Linked DNA regions of Anas platyrhynchos: region 2 is linked to region 1. The links are chromatin contacts, called in public Hi-C maps. All regions are on one chromosome and are shown on one strand. Each heading gives the region's core, a stretch centred on a gene start, on an enhancer-like site or on the middle of the called end of the contact. The rest is flanking DNA. Distances are from core to core; before and after follow the strand shown. Region 1 overlaps LACC1 (laccase domain containing 1). Region 2 overlaps NUFIP1 (nuclear FMR1 interacting protein 1).

Evidence for each region. Hi-C and Micro-C count contacts between places; a contact is called where the count stands out from the background.
Region 2: a Hi-C map of subcutaneous adipose tissue shows a contact between it and region 1, with 2.7 times the contacts expected there. The contact joins two enhancer-like sites. A contact is called at or near these places in 3 of 8 Hi-C or Micro-C datasets (F1 follicle, skeletal muscle and subcutaneous adipose tissue).

The regions. Positions count from the first base shown.
Region 1 is chr1:176,647,918-176,653,257 of IASCAAS_PekinDuck_T2T, reverse strand. It overlaps LACC1 (laccase domain containing 1), which reads right to left. Exons shown (of 7, transcript XM_021275567.3): 7 at 5,110-5,340. Among named protein-coding and RNA genes, the nearest start is that of CCDC122, 13 kb to the right of the region's middle. Within about 2 kb of position 3,722, at least 6 of the 8 cell types and tissues checked have an H3K27ac peak or open chromatin away from gene starts, as enhancers often do. A contact at or near this core is called in subcutaneous adipose tissue, where this site is marked.
Region 2 is chr1:177,041,039-177,045,966 of IASCAAS_PekinDuck_T2T, reverse strand. It overlaps NUFIP1 (nuclear FMR1 interacting protein 1), which reads left to right. Exons shown (of 10, transcript XM_027472035.3): 8 at 1,770-1,898; 9 at 3,429-3,661. Among named protein-coding and RNA genes, the nearest start is that of NUFIP1, 17 kb to the left of the region's middle. Within about 2 kb of position 1,381, at least 1 of the 8 cell types and tissues checked has an H3K27ac peak or open chromatin away from gene starts, as enhancers often do. A contact at or near this core is called in subcutaneous adipose tissue, where this site is marked.

The DNA.
Region 1 (5,340 bases), core at 2,473-4,972:
GCCTATGCCTGTGTTCCAGCTGTTGCTAGCACAAGGGTACGTGAGCCAGGATGTTTCAGTGATGGGAGAACTTAATCAAGTCTAATTAAGAGAACTGAGGAAGGTCTAAGCATCAAATATGGCAGGAAACGTCCACATACCTAGAGGAGCCTCTCTAACTCACTCTGTGCTCTGCTCACCTTTCATGTTCTGAAAGCTTTCTTAAGGCAATGATATAAAACAGAAAGCAGAGATCCAGAATAAAATTCTCTGCATAACCCTGTCTTATTTAAATACCAATTTTATGAAGCACGTATTAAAAGGACTGATTAAGACATACTAAAGAGGTCTGAGCCACCTGTCACAATTTTATTTTTATAACTGATTTTTCTGTGATTCATTCTTGTGCAGGAAAATCAAGCTCACAGCTTTCAAACAAAGAAAACCAAAATAGTACAGATACGTTTTGCTTTAGCAGTGACATGCACTTGGATATTCCTTTAGGACAGAGCTCAGTGCTTCAAAGAGAAAGGCAAAGATACTTACATCAGATAGGTATGGCTTTCCTTAGCTGCCATTGATAAAATCACTTTAAACTGAAACATCTGACCAAAACTATGAATCACTGTCCAAAACATTCCATCACATGAGAAAAAGTGAAGTTACACATGTTGAAATGCAAACATTGCTCTTAGCGGCCTTTATAAAATGTTTGTTCAGTTCTATGGTAGGCACCCCACAAATTTTTCTGTTACAGCCAATCTCAGATGTTTAGGTGAAAAGGTGACACCAGAAAAACAAATACAGTTAGAAGTAGTGAAACACATTTACGCAAGAACAGAGGAGATGATCCCTTAGATAAAATTAATTGGGAAAATGAACTCTCATAGTTTAGTGGCACATTGATTTTGTCTCAGATCTCTTTGCTGTTGCAGGAATCAAATGGAAATCCATGCCATGTCCTTGCTCCCATGACTGTCAGAATCCAGGTTGCCCTGGAGACATGATGTCGCATTTGCAGAAGGGGAGCAGAGGGACCTCGGCCCCGCTGTCCTCCAGGGACGGCGCTGCTGAAATTCTTCCACGGGCCTCCTTTGACCCCCGAGAGCTCGCAGACAAAGAGACGCAGGGAAGTATTTGCAACATGAGATGCTACCGTAAATTAAACACTTACTAATGAAAGATCAGAGGGATGACAAAAAAAATAATCTAACTTCCTCTTTCTCCATGTGCCTTTGGGAAACACATAATAATGCTTTTTAGCAGAATGGCCGCAAGGACTGGGTATTTAAAGCAAGCAGATCAGCAAAATCCCTTGGTTTTATGAAAAGGTGAGATACTAAGTGGTGATTACTAGCATCCTGGGCACAAGTGCATACCCAACTAAGACAGTTCTCAAATCCACGTACATTTCTAACAACCATTCATCTGGAAACACTGGCTAGTATCTGCTGGAAATGGAGAGTAGAACAAGTCAGGCTCACAGGCTGAGCTTGCAGTCCGTCCGCGGAGCTATGTAAATCCCTCAGCGGGTCAATACATTATTTCCTCCGTCACATATAGGATTTACTGCTCCCGTCACCGCACTGTCCTGTTAAATTATCGCACAGGAGGTTGGAGTTCAGAGAGGACTTTGGTACTCCGAGAACAAAAGCCTGGCACGCATGACATCAGCTTGCACACACGCACACACACACGCTGAGCCTCGGGACAAACGAGTGCAGCTCATCTCCCTCTTTGCATCGCCCGGCAGCAAATTGAGCATGCAGTGGAAACGAGGACAGCAAAGAGAGAATCTAGGAATACTGACTTCTTCACCACATAGGCTGGAAATTGGGAGATCTTGCGGAAAGATGGAAAATGGGAATGAGTTAGAAAGATGCTGTGCAGAGGAAAAAAGTTTTACACTGCTGTTAAAAGAAAAAAAAAAAAGGCACATGCATCTGAAAGAAAGCAACAATTGTACTGCTCTGCACAACATGGATTCTGCTTCCTCCAGCACGCTGTGGCTAGACCCAGAGATCTCACAGGGCAATTGTGAGTGGTGCTGGGTGTAAAGCAATAGACAAGAAGTAAGCATGAGGAAAACAAGGAGGAAGGTAAAAAAGATGACTTTGCAAACTATGTCATTGCTGGGGAAAGGATAAACCTTCCTTTAATTAAATGCTTGCAATTTGCATATATTCTTCTTTTTTTGATACATTTTTTTCTGAGTTGAGATGTGCCCAGATATTCTGCTGGAAGCCCAGTCCCGTGGCTTTGGAGTTGGCTGCTGCTCACAAGCAAAGCCATCAAACGCAGAACCCAGAGCAAGCAGCTGTCCTTCCCCCTAGCCCATCTCCATGGAGCATCAGTAGGAAGAGACAAGCTGTCACCGATGGACCTAACCCCTATAAATTTATTACAGCCATTTTTAATCTAACTCCCTTGATATTTTTTGCCTTTGCCACACCTGTGGCAGTAAATTCTGCCATTTGGGGAAGCATTTTGCTAATTATCTCAGGCACAGATCTGAGCCTCTGAAGTTGCACGCTGCTTCCCCAGGCACTGGAACCAGAGCTGCGGTGTTGCTGCAACTGTTGTAATGGAACAGAGTTAAAAGCCTGTCTCAAACATAGTTTATACACCTCATTTTGATATATAAATGCAACTGAAGAGACCCATATTCCGAATCGACAATGGCAACAAATGTTAATTGCACAATAATATCTATCAAAACCAATATTCAGTGTGATCGCGTACTTGTGCTCTCCTCAGGGCAAACCACAATCATAATTAATAATGTTATTAAATAACTTAATAATGGGACAGAGGCAGCTCATAAATTCTCGGGTGAGGTTAATGAATGGGATCTGGTCATTAGGTAGGCAGAGCTGAACAATTTATGAAGCATTTTAAGAGCTTCCCCAGAGGTGGTGAATCAGGGCTGATCTGCTCAGGTCCTTTAGTGAGCAGCAGTAATAACAAACGAGTAAATAAAATCTCCACAAAACAGATGCAAAACAGCCTTTTCTCCTTTTTATCATGACCTTCCTCTAAGCTTTTTTTTTTTTTTATACCAGAACTAAAATGTTTTTCTGGCAGTGACTTGTGAAACTCCCTGTATGATACAGAGCCTAACCAGATGGGAACTCAATATTATTATTTTCTTGTTGGTCGTGGAGTTCTCCACCTCAGTAGCCCATATACAAAAGCCTGCTTCTTGTCTTGACAGGTTTACAGTCTAGGTAATTCAGTGTAAAAGAACTAATGAACAATGATTGAGGTAGCAATTTGTCTTCCAAAAGGTAGTGCCTGTGGTGTTTCTGCTCATTCCCACACGCTCTCCAGCTTGCCTAGTCCTACCATGACCTGTAAATAGTATTTTTCTAAACAGAAAAAGTCTGCTGTCGTTCCTGAGCAGGTAGGAACAAGCCAGGTCTCACTATCAGTATCAGGTTACTGTGACGTACTATTACACCGTTTGAGCATTTGGACTGTGGTAAACAGCATGGCTGCAAGGTCTTTTCACTCGCTGCAACGCAAAATGCATTATTTTAAAACCACCTCGGAGGTGAGCTGGGCTGTCAGCAGGCACGTGGGCACCTGTGATGCCTCAGCTGTCAAGCAGTACCTCGCAAAGCCGAGCGACTCAGCTGCTTTTGATGGCACGCTCTTAATCCACCAGGGAAGAGGGTTAAGCGAAGGGCACTCACAAGCTGTGTCAGAGCTTTTGGTGCAGGGACTGAAGGCTGCGTGGTGCTACTGCCCCCACGCCAGCAGCAGCAGAAGGGAAGATGCCTTAGTCACTCCACAGCTACGTCAGTCTGTGTCCATAAGGCGGATCACATGAAGAAACCAGGCAAAGGGACAGAACTGAGAGGGGAAAGTCGGTTGTTATTCTCTGAGCCAGCAAGGCAAGCCTTTCAGTGCCCATATAATTACATTATCCTATATTTGGAACGAGTTGTTAATCCACATGCATATAGACACATTACACATACACACCCTAAGCTACCGTGAAGGAACGTGCTTGGCAGCAGAAAGTTGCAGTGCGTTTCCCCTGTTGGACCTTGAACCTTCAGTCTGAGCCCGGCCATGGGTTTAATCACCACATCACCGCACTGCTGACCCCAAGAATGATGAAAGCAATGGTGAGGTTTTAAAAAGGTAACTGAAAGTGTAAGAATTGTTTTTCTGAAGGACTGTGGGGCTACAGCAGAAGAGGAATGACATTTCTAAAGAAGAAGTAGGAAAGTTGGAAGAAATAGTTTTGGTAGGTGGTTACAGTCTGGGGTAACAGTCGAACCAGGGTCTCCTCTGACAAATACCATTCACAGGTAAAAGGAAGGTTTTAAAAAGTCTGTTCTCCTGGAGGACTTGGAAAGTTTTAGTTTGGTCGCCTCTGAATCACAACCCAACAGAATGAAACATCGATTACTTTTCAAGCACAGGTAGCAGACTAACTTGGCAGAAGGGCTGTGCTGTGCAGTGCTTTGCAGCGTTGTTTGAAAACCCAGACACACAGCGCAGCCAGAGGTGGGTGAGCACCGTGAGCCAGCACTGACCTCTAGTGGACAAAAACAGCCTAGAATCGGTAAAACCCGTTTAAATCAAAATAGAAAATAACGTCTGCAGTCAGTTCTTCCAGGACTCGTGCTTGGGAACTGTGCAAGCTACAGCCAGCACGCTATTAGACTTGGAAACAAAGGACTTAACTATCAGGAAGGTCTGACTGAGTGTCAGCAACTATCATACAGAATGACAGAACCAGAGAATCACAGAATTATTTGGGTTGGAAGGGTTAAAGACCATGGTTCAAGACCATCTAGTCCCAACTCCCCTGCCATGGGCAGGGACACCTTCTGCTGCATGAGGGCAGTCAGAGACCCATCCAGCCTGGCCTTGCAACATCTAGCACAACATCTAGAGGCAAATATCTGTGGCAATAAGAAAGCAGTGCACACTTTGAATTTACTAGCGATACAAACATGTCAGCAATTGGTCAGTAACATTAACTGAGGATAAATTCACTCTCCTTTTCAGGTACTTATTAAATAACTGAGCACTGTGGAAACTGTCTCAATGGACATTAGTACAGCACAAATGACAAAGAAAAAATCCTAGGGAAACATGACCCTACAAACCAAATTATATTCAGTCTTAGTTTTATTTTTTTTACAATCAAAAAATGCTTAAGTTAACATTCAAATGTTTACAATGTCTGCCCCAAAGGACCTTGCTTGCTTCTCACTTTCAAGTTATTTTTGTAAGTGCTTTGAAGTTCTTTTTCAAGCTAATCTAAACAAAAACAATCTGAGGCACATCATTTTTTTTAAGGCTAACCTTCAGCTGAAACATACACTGATGGGCGTACCCAAC
Region 2 (4,928 bases), core at 132-2,631, 400 kb before region 1:
AATTATAGCAAAGTACAGCTAGTAACTTCTGGTATAATAGGTAGAAAAGGAATGTGTTATCACACATTATTAAAAACAGTTGAATTTTTATACAGTTAAGTAGAACAAACGTTTTCTTTTAAAATCATACCACTGAAGGCCGTGATTTTGCTGTATAGAAACATTTTGTTGGAGTATTTAGAGCTTTCAAACAGCAGCAGCCCTTTCTCTAGAGGCAATGCCTTTTTGCATAATGCATTCACTCAAGTTCTATTCCTTAGCTGGTTCCTTCAAAGCTAAGGTAATTGAATGAGTTGAAGAAAAGGACACTTTTCTCCTGATTCTTAAACAGAAATAAGGTAAGAATATCAGCCTGTCAGGTCTAAAACTGACCTGGAACAGTCAATTCTATTCAGTAGTTCATAACGCATCCTACAAGGGTGGTACTGTCAAATAGAGAATGTACTGCAGTAAGTGTCTTCCTAATTAGCCAAGAAGCAAAGAAGTTTGTCACTTTTAACAGTTTGTACAAACTGATTTTTGCATATTCATTAACTTATTCATTAATTCATTTTTCATTTCATGTGGCTAGATGGTTTTTAAGCTTAGTGTAAAAAAAAAAAAGGCATCTGACCCCAGTGTGCACTTCAGTTTGAATGTGATAGGAGTAAAGAGCAGCTATGAATCAACATAATTTGGAGTAAATGTCAGAGCTTTACAATTGCTTAAATTTATGTGAATGCAGTATGTTCTGGTAGGAAAACACACTGCATTTCCCTGAACTTCCAGTGTGTTTGGGAGTTGACGTGACTACTAAACTAAAGAGAATCAACCTCTCAGAAAATGTATGGAGTAAAAAGAGGCAGATAAGTAGCTTTAGATAAACACCTGTGTATTTATATGAAGTTGTTCTAGCATACAACATGAGCTCCAATAAATCAAGTTGACAATTGTTGATATATTAGAAGAAAATAGCCAAACACTTGTGATTTAAAAATAAAGATCTCAAAAGTGTTTATTACAGCATATCTGCTTACAAAGTGTTGGGCAGCTTTCCTGTGGGGTGTGATATTCAAGTTTAAACAGATGGGGGGCAGGAGAGGGCACAACTTCCTTGTGAAAATAAGACTGCAACCAGGCTTTTCCTAGTAGCCATTTCATCACTTTTGTGCTTCTTGCCTCTTTTTTGCCTTCCTGGTATTCTTTTTTTGGAGCAGTAATATTACAGTAAGGCTGCAGTACCTCACTTACTCATGCATATCCATAATGCTCTGTGGGGATTTAAGTATCAGCCTGAAGTCCTGCTGAAAACATATTTGTTTCATTTGTGGCGTAGGCCCTAAAATGTCCCTTATGAAGTCTTTTACTGTCCAAGAATTTTTGTTGCTCGTGCTTTGCATGAGGCTAACTGTTGTTGTGAAATTATTGGCTTTCTGAATCCCCACCCCTGCCTCCACAGGACTAAATCCAGTGAGACTTCAAAACATATTATGAAATCCTCTTTTTTTTCCCCCTGAGCTTTATAATAAAACCTGTAATTATGTTTAATATGTGAAGAAAACCCAAGCTGTTGTTCAGGGAATTTGAACTTCACCTTCTATAGCTTTGCTAACTGTAAATCAGTGGTGAGGAAACTTTTCCACAGAATATCTGTAGAGAGTAGGCAGGTATGTTCTTTATCAATCCACGGTGTTGAGCAGTGGTGCCTATCAGTCTGTCATGATCAGTTAAGGTGGCTGTTCATACAGGAGAACTCAGAAAAATCCCTCTTGGCTTCTCTTCCCCCGCAGAGTCTGACAAGGATGAAGAAGCAGCTGAAGATGGGAAGCTGGGGATGACAGTTGTTCCCAAGCAGGTCACTTCAGCCCTGAGTTCATTGTCAGCCAACTACGGCAGTGCCTCTGAGAGTGAGCCTGAAGGTGTGTATATGCTCATACTTGGCTGTTCCTTGCCTCTTTTCCTTCACAGTGCTAGAGTAAATTGCAAGCACTGAGTACTCAAAACTTGTCAATAAAGCATAGGTGTTGCAGGATAAAATGCAGCTTGTGCACATCAGCCAAGCTGTTAAAATAATGCCAGTTCAGTGGCATTGGCTGCATCTCCAAAACATCTGCGTATGGAACTGCCTTGATTTTTTGGGGTCTGTCTGGCAGTGCTGTAATTCAGAGCTGTCTTGTATAAGCTTAAAAATCATCAGATAAAAGTGAAGAGATAAGCTTGGTAAAGGTTATGCAGAGGGATGTTTTTGCAGTCTGTGTTGATCTCTCCAGCGTGCTTTCGGTGGCATGCTGGTACTGGTACAAGTCCTGCATAAAGAAGCAGGGAGGAGTGAAAGCATATGTCATCCTCCTCCCAGTCTGTTTCCCCATTCTTCCTTCCTCCCGGTTTGAGCACTAAATGGGTTACGTTACGGTGTGAGCCATTGCTTGTTCCCAAGTACAGCAATAACTCCTCATCTTGGAGAAGTACCCAGACAGAGTGGGGCACTTGTGCAGTCAGCTGGTGCACTGCAAGGACCTTGTCCACTTGGGCTGTGCCACAATCTAGTTCCTGGCCTCTTTCTAGCCTTACAGCATACTTCAGAACATCTCAAATAGTGTTTCCTGGAAGATTCAGTGGGTTTCTTCCCCTGCATTGTTTGCCTTTTCTCAGCACTGTGACCTAGGTTGAAGGGTGGATGTAAATTTCTTTGGTTAGGGTGTGTATCATCAAGCTTCCCAAGCCTTTTAGGGGTGTGCTGTTGGGGAGGAGGGAAAGCAGCCTGTCTTGCTTCAAATCATGTTTGAATAGAGCCAAAAAGTGGTGTTACACACTTGCAGTGAACTAATTTCCATGCCCTTAAGGGTTTTTTCCTCAGAAGGCTTCTGGGTTTTGCAGTAAGACCTGCACTCCGTAGTGCTCGGATTTCATGCTTCTCTGAGTGTGTACATCAGCGTATGGCAGAGCTGCTGCTCCTTGTTCTGCAGTTAATTAACATCCATTTCTTGCCCCAGATGGTCTACCTGAAGTTACAGAGGGCATCCACTGAGCAGGGAATTGAACCTGAGCATTTTCTCCCCTGTGCAGTGACTTCTCTCAGCTGCCAAGCTTGCAGCAAGCTATGCTGTAAAGAGGAAGCAATGTACTTCCACGAGGCAGAGCTGAAAATCTTGTTCAACTTCTCAAAGTCAACCACACCTCCCTTCTGGTATATTGAAAAAAAGACAGAAGTATTAAGTATCTCACTGTTCTGTGACTGTTTAGAGAAGATTCTTTGCATTTAAACACCAAAACCAAACAAAACAGAAAAATCCAAGCCAAACAAAAGCCTCCCTTCTTTCAAGTAATCCTTGCATGTTTTTTTACATCAGGTTATGTGAGTAAGAGGAGTACTAATGAGCTGCCAGTGCGTGGGGATATAAGCATGCGAAGTCTAGGAGATAAGTGTTGGTTTTGTTGTGTTTTTTTAGAAGTCTCTGTCAGGATTGCAACAAAAGCTGAGGAAAAACAGGCTGTGCTCAGAAACACGCCTCAAACTCCTGAAGCTCATCAGAATCCAAAGCTGAATCAAGAACATCCAGAATCTGTGGACACAACGTTGAGAACCTCAAATACAAACGCGGGTTCCCCCAGAGGCCCTGATAAACGGGCCAAGAAAACGTTACCTCTCCTTCCAAAGCGTCGCCCCACCCTGCTGGAAATGGTAAGTGTGAGCACTGAAATGATGCCTGCTGCACCAGAGCAGCTCTGTGTGAGTGGTTCTCTACCCTGCAGGAAGTTAGAGCAGCCTGTTAGCTGGAGCAAAGGCTTAAAATAGCCAAGGGAGTGTTTCCCTCCAAGTGTAGATGCTGAAACAGACAAACAAATACCCTGGTGTGTGTTCAGGTAATGACTGACCTTGAGCAAGAGGTGACACCTTAATTGCGTGCCTAAAATGAGCTGCACAAAGAATAAGACCTTTCTTCCTACCTCTCCCCTTTCTGTGGTAATACTCTGTAATTTATTTGTACATGACCCTGTCAGATTGGTGCTGATCCTTCCCTCTTGGTGCCCAGCTTTGCTATTCAGCCACCTGACTGAGGAGACAGCTTCTTCAGCTGCAGTCAGACATCTTAAGGGTGTTGGTGACTTGAACTGCACAGCCTGCAGATGCATGGATTTCCTTGTAGGCACATTTAGACCACTCTGAGGAAGTGACAGCATGGGTGCCTTGAAGAGCAGGCTGTCTCAGAAGGGTCAAAAGATTGGTAGGGGGCAGTTCTGAGGTGTCATCGTTCTGAGTAACGATGTGAAGCACCCTATTTGGAACTTTAGCTTTCTTTGTTAGAGATAAAACTGTGCTAAAGCTTTTATCACATGTAAGCGCTCAAAGCAGTACTGGCCAGGAGGGCAAGAGGAGGTAGGCTGTGCTTGTGATCCTGTGAATAGCCAGCATGAAGCTTCCCTGCCAAAGGAAGACTCTGGGCAGAGCTCAGGAGAAAGCCGGGTGCCACTGACATCAGGGCTCTGATACAGCACAGGATGTTGAGGCAAGAGATACTGGGGAAGGCACATCCCAAGCTGCAGGTCTGGGAGAAATCCCTTGATAGTCCTCTTAGCACATACTGCGTTTGCTGCCAAGAATTAAAGCTGCTAGTGACTGAAAAAGGAAGTGTTTGCCCTTTGTGCAGCTCCCCGAGCATGCAGTTGTCTTTATCTCTTGCTCTTCAAAGTCGTGGGTGATCAAAGCAGTGAAGATTCTGGAAAAAAGTCATATGAAGGTCCTGCATGCTGGGAGAGGCATTAGAGATGCTGGCAGAACAAGGAAGTCTGAATTGTAGCTTGCCAGTATAGCCCCCTTTTAAAATTGCCCTTTTTTGGCTTTCTAATGTTTAAAATTGTTGTTCAGGGATGTGTGCTGGGGCTGTGAATCACAGAGGGGCGCTTGAGATTTGCAGGTAGGCTTCTGCTGCGTGAAAACCTTGAGGAAG